Regions from separate parts of the Mus musculus genome. Here regions 2 and 3 are each linked to region 1. The links are chromatin contacts, called in public Hi-C and HiChIP or PLAC-seq maps. All regions are on one chromosome and are shown on one strand. The core of a region is the stretch at or near the end of the contact, and the rest is flanking DNA. Distances in the headings are between cores, read along the strand shown.

Region 1 (4,637 bases), core at 547-3,046:
AGTCAAGCTCTGTTGTTAAATCAAAAGATTAGCAAACCTTAGGGAGGTGTAAAGATAAATAGCACAAAAATCATCCTTCCTCCTTGACCTAATCCACAGGAACAGAATTAGAAAAGATGCAACTTCTTTGACTGGTAAGACACTGTTCTTAGAGTCAGGGTCCCACGCTACTCAAAACCAAGCCCTGTGGAGGATGCATATTCATGCACGCTGTTCAGGTGGCCACGCCCTTCACGTATTCAAGCTGACTGAGGGTAAGCCTCAACTCTACAGCTTCATAGCTCTTCCATCCTCCATACCGTCACCTCCACGGGCTCCAGTCTCCCATGTAAAATGGGCATAGCAATTGCTCCTGGGAGTGTCACTTAACCAAACCCCAATTCAAACATTATTGGAGAGAATTAATACAACCTGATCATCTTGGGGTCTCTCTCTCAGCCGCTGGGTTGAATTATGCTGTCTGGTCCAAGCAACCATATTGTTGAGATTCCATGGTTGATTTCTCCCTGTTGTGGTTAGGAAACACTATCTCATACCAAACATCATGGGTCCCTGCCTCTTACAATCTTCCTCCCCTCCCCGATCTTTCATAATTTCCCATGAGCCTTAGGTGCAGTTGTTTTATGGCAGGTGTATCAGTTAGGGTTCTCCATAGTCCCTTATTTTCTGTATTGTGTAATGAACAGTCTCTATCTGTTGGGAAAAAACTCCCTCCCCCCTTTATTTTTTAAAAAAGAACTACACTTATCTGTAGAAACATGTCTGCCATGATATGAGTTCCCCTCTCAAACCTAAGACTTCTCTAAGCACAAGTAGTTAGGTTTATGGTACCAGGCATGAACTCATCCCTATGGAGGGAGTCTTAGTTGATTAGACAATTGATGTTTATCCCCATGATAAAAGTACCATTATTGGACTACTATGGATGTCTGGCTGAAATACTCATTGTGGTTCATAGGAATAAACACTATCTGTTCTAAGAAGACTGGGAGGCACCGAAGTCTCCATGCTTGCATTGTAACGGTTGGGTAGGATTCCATTAAGCCACACTACCTTAAGTTCTTTAACCTATTTCCTATTGGCAGGTTCGGTGTTGTTCACTTGTTGCTTTTATTTTGGTGTGTGTGTGTGTGTGTGTGTGTGTGTGTGTGTGTGTACACATTCATGTGTGCTGGCCTTTCACCTTACTCCAGAACAATGTCTGTGGCTTTATAAACACGTTAGCGCCTTAAGGTCTCCCATTTTGATGTAGGAGTCCTGGGATTGCAGACACGCTATGCAGCAGGTTTCGTATGGATCCCAGGAGCTTGAACGTAGCTCTCCTCTGTGCTTGATGGGCATAGCTATAACGCCATTGTTTAAATATTATTATTTTATGTTGAAAATGAACCTGTTATATATATTTGCATCGCAACATTATTTTATTCTGGAAATTACTACAAAGTACTGCAAAAATTGTTTTGGCTGTTTCTATTTGTTTAGTTTGTGTTCGTGTGTTCGTGTGTTCGTGTGTGTGTGTGTGTGTGTGTGTGTGTGTGTGTGTGTGTGTTGGCTATCAAATTGCCTACACAAAGGAGTTGATAGGCTTTAGGGCTGAAAAGCAAATGCTGGGTTTCTACCAAATAAATTGATTTTTCCATTTCATTCAAGTATTATGATGAGTGGCCAGCGCTGAGCCAGAGCCTGAGCACAACTGTGAGCCAGGCTGGCCTCTCCTACCTTCAAGAAGCACACCCTGATGCTGGGGCAAAGCTTACCAGATCTCTGGGGTAGTGGAGGGAGGGGGCTGTTTGTGTACAGCCCGCTGAAGCAACGCTGGAGTCTAGCAGAACGCCTAAGAGTGTTTATTATACTGTGAGTTCTGGATCTTTACTAGGAAAAAAGTGCCCCATCCTCTGGCACAGTTGCCTTGTGATCCTCTTTCCATCTCCAGGGAGGAGCGGGAAGCGTGTGTGCTGCGGGGAAGGAGGGGGTTGTATCTTCCCAGACCAACAGCAGGAGCAGGATCGGAAGCCTGGGATGGCTAGAGCCTCATCGCAGACAGGAGGACTCCAGCGCTAGACCTCGGTCTCTCAGGTACCAAACCCGACAGGTGGCCTAGGGGGAGGGACGTCGCGCCCGCAGCGCCGGAGCGCACAGCTCAAAGGCTGACCTGAGAGATCGAGGGAGCCTGGGAGATTCCAGGCGGGCTAGGGCACGGACTGTAAGTGTATTTGGAGGGATTTGGGGGCCATAGACCCCAGGAAGCACGCAGGCGAGAGCAGGCAAGGGGCGGAGCCCCGAACCGGGCCACAGTGGCCGTCAGAGGGTCTGCTGGGAGGCAGTGGCTTGACCCAAGGCGAACAGGGAACTTTAGAGGGTAGCACGCTACTCAAACAACTTAACTTGACATCGCAAGCCCGGCAGACTGGTACTGCATCCTGAGCTCAGCATCCAGCTGGTCCTGGGGAAACAGGGCCAGCAGGTGTTCCTGTGGAAAGAGCCACGACAAGGACTCCAGGTAGGACTTGGGGACACCAGAAGTGCGGGCATAACGTACCCGAGTGGCAGAGGAGGCTTTGATGAGGTTTGGGGGCAGCGAACAGTAGCAGGTCAGACCTGGGAGCCCTGAACGCTGGGCTTCAGGGATAGCGGATCGGATGCCTACAAAGATGAATAGAGTTCACAGTAAAAAAAAAAAGTGGGGTGTGTCTTGTGCCTCCGGTTTATTTATCCCTGTGACAGTCAAAGAGAACTTTTCCCACTGACAAGGAGAGAGGTAGCTTTCTGGCGCGGGCGTGTGTGTGTGTGTGTGTGTGTGTGTGTGTGTGTGTGTGTGTGTGTGCGCGCGCGCGCTGCCCTACCAAAGTACTTGCCTCAGTGGCTCCAAATTAGGGTGTCTGGTCACCAGCCTCCATATTCCTTGGAGGTAAAAAAAAAAAAAAGTAAGTTGATGGAGTTATTGTTTTGATATTGTAGTTTTTGATTAACAACACACACGGTAAACTTGGAAATAACACCAATGCATATCTAGAGACCAGTTTCCTTTCTAACATGAGTTTACTCATTGTGCTTTCTCTCTTCAGTTCTGAGTCTTTTATCTCCCTCCTTCCTCTCTTTCTCAGTATTCTGAGAAAGAGGCATGCTGGGGAAGAGCTCCTAACAAGTTCCCACCCGTTCTTCTCCAGGATTCCTCAGTGCAGTAAAGTGGTGCGGTTCACTGTTGGGGGAGGTGAAGGAGGGCTGTCTTGCCAAACTCTCTGCCGCCTAGAATTCATTCCCCCTCCCATTTGGACTCCAGGCTCCAGGTTCCCAAAGTGGCATGCTTGGGGTGTTCCCTCTGGAGGACTTGGAAAAGTGAGCTTTTAAATTGGCCCTGTGAACAGGGCAAGGCTTTGTGATAGGCAGAGAAAAAAAGAAAACACAAAGGAAGAAATCAGGGAGACCAGGGAACAGTGAGGGAGCAGGAGACCAACATCTTTGAGAGCAGAGGAACCCCGGGCCAGCCCCTGTCATTCAGGAGCTGACCCTGGGGAGTTTTGCTAAGGGAACACATGTGGTCTTCATGCTGATAACTCACATCATCAACTCTTTTCCATAATCAACGAATCAAACCATGTTTGTAGATTAAGACAGAGTAATTGGTCTTATTTTTTTTTACCGGTATAGGAGGTTCTTTAGAAGCTGTGTAAACTGTTTAAAGTAACCTCCATCTATGCCAGTGTCCCTTGTTTTCCTCATTTTTCCTTTGTTGAACTGGATCCTGCAAAGTTCAGGCATTAGCTGTTCCCTCTCCTGCAGACTTAAGGATGACGTTGTAACTAGAGAATGGATTGGGCTGGGTGCAGGTGCAAGGCTGATGAGGGGGTAGTGCATGACTTATAAACAGAGACACAAAAATGTAAAAAACATCAGTATTCACTTAACGTGTTTGTAGAGCCTAGCTACACACCAGATCCTGGGAACAAGATGGTCAATAAGACCAGACAAGGAACCTGCCCTCCTGGTGCTTACAGATGCTTGGGGGAGGGCAGCTGTCAGTAAAATGATTATCGACTATGTAATTGCAAGCTAACATAAACCCTCTGAGGGAAAGACACAAAGTCCACTGTGGGTGTACATAGATGGGTCTGTGAGACTTGGGAAGGCTTTCCCAACAGAGCTCACTGACCCTGAGGTTCTAGGGTGATCAGGATGAAGAAATCTGATTTTTGAGGTGAGGTCAGACCGTTTTGATTAGGAATAGCATTTGGCTGCTGGTCACCAAACAGACTGGCTGCTATGAAACTTTTGTCCCTTGATGTGTGTCCACGTGCTGTTGGTGTTACCGGCGTGAGGGGAAAGAGTGTCTTGTCGTCATAGGCTGGCTGTGTTGTCTGTTGGCCGTGGTTTTTTTCATTGCTATAATTCTTGCTTTTGAATGAAATGTTCAGATTAACTTAACTCCTATGATTTCATTTTATTGTGTACCATAAAATGTACACTGCTGTATAAATGTGAATCATGCACCTTCCCATTGAGAAGGTAAATACGGAGATAATACTTCTGCTGCTTATGTGGTGACAGTTTGGCGTTATCACTGAATAGCATCCCAGGTTAGAATAGCTGTGGCAGGTGGACTGCAAATATTGCCCCTCTATCCCTAGCTACTGCTCTCA
Region 2 (4,637 bases), core at 795-3,294, 88 kb before region 1:
GCAGGTAATTTGTATAGAAGAGTGATAAAAATCGAAAAGTAAAACTGGATTTAGATTGTGAACAGCATTGCTCAGAAGTGTGACCTAGCTTTTAAAAGAAAGGGTCTTTTAAGTAAGGAAGTTTCATAGCCAAGAGACGGAGATGTCATAGTCCACACCAGGTGAGACAAGAACTCCAAAACTGGCCACTAATGAACCAGAAGTGGTTGATGAGTAAGAAAGGCAAGGGAAAGTGACATAAACCCAAGCTCACACAGGAGTCACTGCATGAAAATGACCCGCACACGTCTGCCTGACCACCGCCATCCCAGGGGGCCAAAAACAAAAACAAGAGGACACTTCTTTTTAAAAATAACCTCTTTTGTTTGTATTGTATGCAAATAGGCCAGACACAGTGAAAGCCACTTAGAAGCAGTATTTATCTCCAGGACAAGACACACAAAGGTCACGGTTGGTTTAGAAATGTCCTTCAAAATCTCAGCTTTTCCCATTACAAGAGCACCACCCGGTGTAAGGCTTGTTTCTGATTGTTTTCAGTCTAAAGAGAGCTTAAAGGGAAGCCCTCTTCAGAAGTGAGGCTCAGGATGAGTGACTGTGGATTTCATCAAGATCTCTTCTAAGTAGCATCATCCAATGGAATCTTCTAAGAAGATAGAAGAGTGTGAAGGGAGTAGAAAGGAGCTGCAAAAGTTTTCATGAATTAATTAACTAACTAACTAATAACTAACTAATTAATTAAAAACCACCTCAGTGGTCCTGCACCACTAACTTGAAAACTAAATCCAGGTGTGTGAATGCACATACAAAGGGTTCACCAATGTCCCGCTCATTGCTTCTGGCTTTAAAGATGTCATGCAGAAGTGAGCTTTAGGATCTTCAGAGGTCCTTCTCCCACCCCTGTGGTGAAATAGAAGCTTAAAAAAATAGCTTTAAAAAATTTAGTCATTTATATAGTCTGTGTTCTATGTGCCCCGACCTATTTTATTTTACTTTACCATTCACATCTTATTTAGACCCCTGCCCAGATATTTTTGCATAAGGTACTTTCAAAAATCCTGGCTTCCTCAAATTTGAAATATACTGTCATTTCAAAAAATGTGTTACTTTTGTTATGCATGTTCTGCCCTCCTCTGTAAAGAAAAAACATGGACCGATGTCTTCCAGCAACTTTGACATTTAGAATATTACCTCATTCTGCGTTTTCTAAAAGAGGGTCTGAGGGAAATGGCAATTTCTCAGAATGGATAAGCCAAGAGGGCACTCGGTATGCAGAGCCTGAGTTTTCTTAGTCCCCAGGCATGTTCACAATCACCTGGTCAGACACCTGACCTTGCTGGATGGGGACAGGTTTCCTGCTTCAGCTCCAGGTCCCAAGAGGGCAGGGACTATTCTTCTCCAGCTCTCCTTGGGCCCAAGGCCAGATATCTCAAATGGTGTAATGACATCTTTGATGTCATGTATTGTTGGAAGACAGAAAACATTTCAGGAATACAAAGGAATAAAGAGAAATCAGGCCTGTGTGTGCCTCTGTGTGTCTCTAGAGTCTGCAGTTAACCCAAGGTCCTGAGTAGCTCCTTCCACGACATGTCTGGATGCCCAGTAAGGCAGGCAAGATAGGAAAAGTCCCTTGAATGTCTTCTTAGAATACCCTGGTTGGTCTCCAGTGTCCCTGGGGTGACTGGTGATCTCCCCATTACTCCCCACATGGTCCTTCTCAACCTTATCCTTGCTTCCCTGACCTATGGTCTGTCTTGTTTCCTATGAACCAGTGGGGTGCTTTACACACGCTTCCCAGGAGCCCCCATTCTATTCTGCTGTGTCTTCACCAGGCTGCAATCCTCCCTCCCTCAGACCCTGGATGTTGGGATCTCAGGCCTCATCTGCTGCAGCTATAGTCACTAGCCCGAGGTCCACCAGGCCAACCCTTCTCATATTCTCTGCTGCCTATAGCATTAATGTAACTACATCTCTGCAGACGCTCCAGCTCAGCCGCACCCTGCCTGGAGTATACACACCCCCACAGCAATTTTTATCTACTCAACCATGAGCTCCAGGTTTTAATATAAGTCCCCTCAGTAAAGTGAACGATGTCTTCAGTTCACCTAATTGTAGGCTGCTGTTAAAGTTTATAGGTTTTGAAGCTATCGTGTGTGGGGAAGAAAACAGAGTCTTTGCACTCAATTGAAAACTCCCTGCAAATACCCTAGGTGGCTTGCCTTTTCTGATTTCTCCCTTGAGAACATCCAGGTGAAGTATGTCCCTGGGTCTGGGTGGTAGGTATTAGGTTCAGAAACTGTTAGAATGCATCTGACAGACAATAGACATTGGTTTCCTAGACCGAATGATTAATGAGTGTAAATTTGCATCACAAGAAAGTGAATAAAGGACAGCTAAGGAAACAGAGAAGCCAGCATGGGGCTAGTGGGGCAGATCGGGAGGTGGTGGGGTGGGGAGTGCAGAAATCTGTTTGGAGCTTATGAAAAAGAGGGTCCCTTCCTATGTCAGTGACTTACTTGTACAACAAAAATAAAGGCTGAAAAAAAATACCGGGAAAGAAAAACGGAAACCTCAAATGCTTTTAACTATATAAGATGTGCTCATGGGATAGACAAAGAAAGCATCCTCTCTCAAAGAGAAATCTACCACATTTCTAATAGTGTACCTCTAGAGAGAGAAAGAAAGAGAGAGAGAGATGGAGAGGGAGAGGGGAGGGAGAAAGAGAGGGAGGGGGCAGGGAGAGAGCGAGGGAGAGGGAGAAAGATAGATACTTGGAACTTTTACTTTTCTTAAATGTATCTGACCCACAGAAAATGGTGGGTTTTTTTTTTCTTTCACTTACTTAAGGAATTGACATAGGTTTATGGTTCTGCACCAGAAATATGCATAAATTATCGAGAGCAGCTATAAATACAACATTGGAGATTTTTCTCAGAGAGGCTGTATGCATGGCATTTTGATGCCCTGAGTGGACCATGGGGAAGTGAGCCTTCGAATGCTAATTCACTTTCCCACCAGTGCAGGAGCTAAAATGTCACATTATTGATTTAGTCGCTTTGCCAGGAATCAGTATGTGTGGTTAGTGTGTGTGTGTCTTTAAATTAATAGCTTTTATTTTTAGAACAGTTTAGATTCTTTTTTTTCCTTAATTGAGCAGATAGTACAGAGAATTCCCACCTCGCTGTATCTACCAAGCACCCAGCTTCCTCTACTATTACCATCTTCAGTGGGTAGTATAGTTGTTAGGACCAATCAACAGGTGTTAAGACATTAGTATTGACCAAGCTCATGATTTAGAAGACTAAGTTTCTTTCTTATGCGTTACATGGGTTTATCAAATGTGTACTGCCATGACCGCCATTACCCTATCATACATGATGGTATGCACCATCTGTTTATTCCCCCACCTTTGTATCTTACGGTCTCCATGTGTTTTCTTTTTCATGATATCATGCTATTGGAACTGTATAGTATGTAGGCTGTTCAGATTGGCTTCTCTACTCAAGTTGCAAACATTTAAGTTTTCTCCATGTATTTCATATCCTGGTGGCTTCTTTCCTTTTATCATTAATCATTACATCATTGCATGGATGTATAAGTTGTCCGTGCACTTATTGAAGAGTATCTTTTTTTTTTCCATGTTGACAACTTGAATGTCTTCTTTGAAGAAGTCTACTTAAGCATTTTTTTTTAAATTTTAAGACTTATTTTTATTTTTAATTATATGCATGTAACTGTGTGTGCACTCATGTACATGTGAGTGCAGACACCAACAGAGGACAGAGTCTCCTGAAGCTGGAGCTATGGACAGTTGTGAACTGCCTGACACCAGTGCTGGAAATCAGACTTGGGTGCTTTTGTGCCCAGCTTTTAAGCAATTATAAACAAATTTGGCATTACTATTTGTGAGTAGGTGTTTGTGTGGGTGTTTTTCACTCCACTGAATCAATGCTTTCTGAAGTGTGGTTGCCATTCATACATTGGAAATATTGCGGTTTTTAAGAACTTGTAAATGGTCTTCCCTGGCATTTCTATCATTTGTTTTTCCAAAGTAAATGAGTGGATGCTGCTGTTTCTCCATATGGTCATCAGCATTTGATAGTCTCTGGTATTAATCTTGTCATCATTTTGACTGGCAGCTCTGTGGTGGCATGGCACTGGTCTTCTTTGCACAAATTATTTGTTTCCTGTACCCTTTCTTCAGCCAGGTACATAATCAGATCTTTTGCCAGTTTTCACCGTGGGATATTTGTTTCCTTGTCATTATATTTTTAAAATATTTTAAAATTTTATTCATGTGCATAAGTGCTCTATTAGCATGTATGCCTGCACAACACATCCCAGATGGTTGTGAGCCACCAGATGGGAATCGAACTCAAGACCTCTGGAAGAGCAAACAGTGCTCTTAACCACTGCACCATCTCTCCAACCCATTGTCATTGTATCTTAAGCATTCTTTGCATATTTTAGATCAGAGCCTCTTCATCATATTAGGTCTTTTGCAACTATTTTCCTCCCAGTCTGTGGTTTATATTTTTCCCTCTTAGTAGCGTGTGTGTATGCCTTAAGGAGGAAGGCTTCTGCATGTACAGTTTTACAGTAACAATAAAAGGAAAATTCACTGTGAATGTTTTGTGTGT
Region 3 (4,637 bases), core at 1,516-4,015, 65 kb before region 1:
TGGCTAATGTCACAGTCTCGATCAGCATGGGAAGGGTGTGGAGGGGTGGAGAACGCTGTTTTATACTACTTCAGTCTGGAAACTTAAGTCTCTGCCTTTATGAGACGTGGGCATCGTATTAGCCCTTGCACTTTTTCTTGAGATTTCCTGAGTCTGGGAAGGAAAAGGAGAGAGGAGTGGGGAGGGAGAAGAGGGAAGGGAGGAGGAAGGAGGTAGGGGGAGAGAGGAAGGAAGAGGGAGGAGGAAGGAGACCGCTGTTACCATGTTTAGAAGCAGCAGACATATTTTCTGCCCCCAGTATCATGGCCTGCCTCACTGCAAAGGAGGCTGGGAAATATGGCCTGTGTATGGAGCTAGGTGGGGAGAAATGACTTCAGTGAATGTGGGAACCTACACGAATTTTAAATACTCTTTCTAGTTCATGTTTCAGTGAACAATTGTTTTCAGTCTCACTTTCTAACTAAGTTTTATCTTGTCTTTTTAAACTCCAGCACCATGGGCTTGGCAATCCTTATCTTTGTGACAGTCTTGCTGATCTCAGGTAAGAACCCTTTTCTGTGTAAAGTCCTGGAGTCCTTCTGCTGTCATTCAGTGAGTCAGAGCACTGAAAGCCCAGGCCTGAGAGTTGTTGGTATGGTTTGCTCACGTTTGACTTGAGTTGCCGAAGACTCCATAGCAAATAGCTTTCCTAGAGAGTACGGAAGGATCAGGACCATGGCCAGCTGTCTGGGCATCTTCCTCCTCTACAACCAAACCCCCAGGACCTCAACACACAGCACAAGGTGGAGTGTCCTGTCCAGGACTCTTAGAGGGGTAAAGAGAGCCATGACAGTAAAGCCTCTAACTTGACTCCACACACACACACACACACACACACACACACACACACACACACACACACACATCTGGTCTTTTCAGTCCCCATTTTCAGTATTCTCAAGCCCTTAGAAAATTGCTGACAGCTTTCAAAGGCTTCTTCTTGTAATACTGGCTCACCACCACATCCTTCTTCCTTAGCCTGTGCCCTAACTCATACTGGTCATGCTTTGTGACTCTGGACCTCCAGTTAATCATGCCAGCCACTGTACCAAGCTAAAGTTAACTAAGCTAATGCTTCAGGGCTCCCCCTCACACAGGCTCCCCCTTTCTAACCCCTAAGGACCCCAGGAGGACCTCAGCACTATATCACATATCTTACAACTTGGTAAGATTTGGATAAGATAGCCACAATTAATTACGATTGCCTCCCCCCCACCCCCGACATCACTGTCTCCTGCTGGGTGACATCTTGCATTTGAATTATGTGTTATTTTTTCTAAAAAGCTCACTAAAGTTTAGAACTGTGAGGCCTCCCTGAATTCAGCCCTTCCTGGCTCTCTGCTCTCTGGGATGCACCCATAAACAGCTGGCTGGAGGCCTTGCCATGCATCCTGCAACTGAATGCCATTTTGTTTCTGCTGGCCCACTCTTTCCTGTACTCACTTTCTCTACCTCAGTGCTGACAGAGAAGCCATCTCAGTCTTGGTGATCAGCAGACAGGATAGGTGAGCTTCCGGTGTGCCTGCAGCAGCTGCAGGCCACCCCTGACCACCTGGCCTCTGACTAACCAGCTCAGCCACAAAATCACCTCCTCTATAATTGTCACACAACAGTCCCTTGGCCACTGCCCCTAGCCCTGGCAGGGTAAAGAGGAGGAGTTGAGTATTATGAAGAGATATCCCTTTAGACCTCAGCAGATACAGTCCTTTTGTGATTTGTGCTTTCTGCTTAGCACTCAAGGCTTGCAGAGGCCACCAGATGATGTCTACAGGTGTTCACCTAGCTATTCATCAACGTAGATGAGAATGGCAGCTTTCACCTGCCAGGGCCAGTGACCCAGAGTCTCAGCTCCTGGGGAGATGTGTACACACACAAATATCAGAGGTGAGGAACATAAAGATAGTTTGTATGTGTGTATGCATTTGTGTGTTCTCTCTCTCTCTCTCTGTCTGTCTATGTATCTGGACGTGACTCAATATGTGTGCATGCATGCATGCATGTCTCTGTGCGTGTCTGTGTGTGTGTGGTGTTTGTGTGTCATGTATATATGTATCTGCATGCATGTTTGCCTGTGTGTGCATGTGTGTGCCTTTGTGTATACATCTGTGTGTGTATGTGTGTGGTGTATACATGTGTGCGCATCTACACTTGTGTGTGTGTACGTTGTGTGTACGTGTGTGTGTTTAGTTCAGGTACTTATAAAGTTCTGAGCACTTTATAAATAGCAATTCATTTAAAAACCACAATAACTTGCTGCATTAGATTTCATCATTATTCCTCATTTTAAGACAAGGTCCCTAAAGTGCTGAGACAGCTAAGTAATTGACTAAGATCAACACAGCTCCTAAACAGAGAGGCCAGATTCATGCCTAGCAGTGCAGGCTGAAGGTCATGGATGCGCGTTACCAGGCTATTCCTCCTAGCTCTTCCTCCTGAGGCAATGACAAGTGGCTCTGCTTCTGAATGACTCAGCTTTGCTTCAGCTTGGCCCCTCCTTGTGTGGCCTCCTTCCACTTCCTGCTTTTATCTTAAGCCACACCCCAGCTGTCCTTAAACCTTAGGCCTTAGCACTACAGGTTAGAATGGCAAGTTTAGCTTTTATGATCTGGGAGAGAAATGTCCTGGAAACAAATAATTCAGTAACAGCTTGACTGAGACACCTTTCCTGTCCCCAAACTTTCAGGCTCAGCCCTTTGAAAGTGAGTAGATAGAGCTGAGAAACCCATCAAAACCAAGGACAGGTGCCACTTCTCTTTTGACCTGCTCTGAAACCATGTGGAAACTCCTAGCTCCGGAAAAGGGGGTCGATGATATTGAAACCATAAGAAAAAAATATCTTGAGTGAAAACTGAGTAGGTTTCATTGTAGCAAGGGGATGTATGGGAAGAGGATATAGCTTGGGACGAACAGATATAAAGATGGCAGGCAATCTGCTTCAACCGCCAGAAAATGAAGCTGCCAATACTTCACTCATCAATAAACGCAATGATAAAACAGTCAGCATCTATTTCTAACCTTTCATTTTTTTTTTTACTCTTAATCATGTATAATCATTGATAAATATGCTTCTTTAGCTTATTTTTTAGTTTCAAACATGCATACAAATATATCTTGGTTATATCCATCCCATTTTTCCCCCTCCAACCTCTCATTCCCACACAAAAAAAACCCACCCCCCATCTGCCTCTCAACTTTGAACACACATACATGGAACTGCTATGTCCACAACCCTAATCCCAGAGGCTCAGCAAACATTACTGGAGACAAGAGGGGAAGAAAGAATTTAAGAGCCAGAGGATGGGGAGGAGTTCTGTGACCACTGGCCACTGGGCAGGACATAGCTGTTTCACATGCAAATTCTCAGAAGCTGTGGTTATCTGCACAAGATAACCACAGGGAGAAATTCTTTTCTTGGGGTGGGGACATTGGTACCTATGCCTAGTAGATGACCCACACAGGTGCGCTTATGAACAACACTAAATGGCCTTAGAGTGTATTATTAAATTAAAAGCCACCTTTTTTTTAACATGGAAAATATATCTAATTTGAATCTGCCTCTTCTTGAGCTATGGAGTAGAGACCTACCCCAGGGCAGGCATCCAAAGAGAGAAAGGAGACACAGTTGGCACTAATAATCCACGGGGGGAGGGGGGGAATTACAAGGCTGATAACTTAAGATAACACATAAGACATAGAGCAAAATAGTTTTGCCCTGCCCCCTACACCTCCCACATGCTTTGCCTGGAAATTAGATACCATTGTTATGCCCCTGATCAATTGCTACCAGTGTGGCTGGCAAAGGACAACCCTGTGGGGTCTGTTCTCTTCTTCCACCTTTAAGTGGGTCCTGAGGGTTAAACTCGGCTTATCAGGCTTGCACAACAACCTTCTAGGCCATCTCATGGGCCCTTCACTCTGGGAATGCTCCAGACTGGCCTTAGAGTAGCTATGACCATAGGTGCATCCACCATGCTTAGTCCAGTTGGACATCTGGCAGTTGTTCTCTTCTTGTCTGAATCTCCAGGTTTTAGGGTTCTTATTTCGCCTGACCAACACCACTGGTCAACAATAACCCTGGAGTGGGAGAGTCTTCCTTCACTTAAAGACGTACATTAAACAGCTTCAGATTCTTGTGTTGTGGAGAGGCGGACTCTCTTCCCCCAGATTCTGTAGGTTCTGGCTTGGGTGGTACATGAAAATAGCATTCATGGGTCTCCTTTTAGCTCTATCTCTTGTCATTGTCTACCAACACTAAATCAAGTACCTGGGGTAAACTAACAATTCAAACTTAATCTACTCAAAGAGCCATTAGTTCAGCTGCTGTCTTGGGGCCTTTTCAGATTTAAGAGGAAATAGAGTGTATCTCTTGCTATCTACTTGAAAACATCCAACAAGCCATCGGATATGGTGCCTGGGACTTGACTAATGGCTATGGACTGGAGATACGCACCTTGTAGCTTATCCCTGAGAGTTCAATCAGTGGGCATACAGAATAAATCCCAGAGTAAACAGACACATGGACCAGGAAGTCAGACTGAGGAAGTTAATTCCAAGTAAACTGGAGTTTAAAGCCATGTTACTTTTGGTACAATGGCCAG

The links. Hi-C and Micro-C count contacts between places; a contact is called where the count stands out from the background. HiChIP or PLAC-seq counts read pairs in DNA pulled down with a chosen protein or histone mark.
Region 2: a contact with region 1 is called in a Hi-C map of embryonic stem cells, with 1.9 times the contacts expected there. The contact joins the enhancer-like site here to the promoter of Casr in region 1. A contact is called at or near these places in 4 of 39 promoter capture datasets (the 3T3-L1 cell line, HPC-7-derived erythroid cells and frontonasal cranial neural crest), 1 of 484 Hi-C or Micro-C datasets (embryonic stem cells), 3 of 115 datasets of contacts at active chromatin or transcription factors (all in embryonic stem cells) and 2 of 9 other capture datasets (adipose tissue and liver).
Region 3: an H3K27ac HiChIP or PLAC-seq map of embryonic stem cells shows a contact between it and region 1, with 8 read pairs. The contact joins the enhancer-like site here to the promoter of Casr in region 1. A contact is called at or near these places in 12 of 39 promoter capture datasets (the 3T3-L1 cell line, 3T3-L1-derived adipocytes, cranial neural crest and 7 more), 5 of 484 Hi-C or Micro-C datasets (Th1 cells, embryonic stem cells and liver), 2 of 115 datasets of contacts at active chromatin or transcription factors (both in embryonic stem cells) and 4 of 9 other capture datasets (adipose tissue, embryonic stem cells, liver and 1 more).

Annotation. Positions count from the first base shown.
Region 1 is chr16:36,559,293-36,563,929 of GRCm38.p6, reverse strand. It overlaps Casr (calcium-sensing receptor), which reads left to right and starts at 1,796. Exons shown (of 7, transcript NM_013803.3): 1 at 1,796-2,076.
Region 2 is chr16:36,647,203-36,651,839 of GRCm38.p6, reverse strand. All of the region lies in intron 1 of Cd86 (CD86 antigen), which reads left to right. Among named protein-coding and RNA genes, the nearest start is that of Cd86, 17 kb to the left of the region's middle. Within about 2 kb of position 2,044, at least 4 of the 459 cell types and tissues checked have an H3K27ac peak or open chromatin away from gene starts, as enhancers often do. A contact at or near this core is called in embryonic stem cells, where this site is marked.
Region 3 is chr16:36,624,874-36,629,510 of GRCm38.p6, reverse strand. Cd86 (CD86 antigen) reads left to right here. Exons shown (of 8, transcript NM_019388.3): 2 at 492-541. Among named protein-coding and RNA genes, the nearest start is that of Cd86, 39 kb to the left of the region's middle. Within about 2 kb of position 2,765, at least 92 of the 459 cell types and tissues checked have an H3K27ac peak or open chromatin away from gene starts, as enhancers often do. A contact at or near this core is called in Th1 cells, embryonic stem cells and trophoblast stem cells, where this site is marked.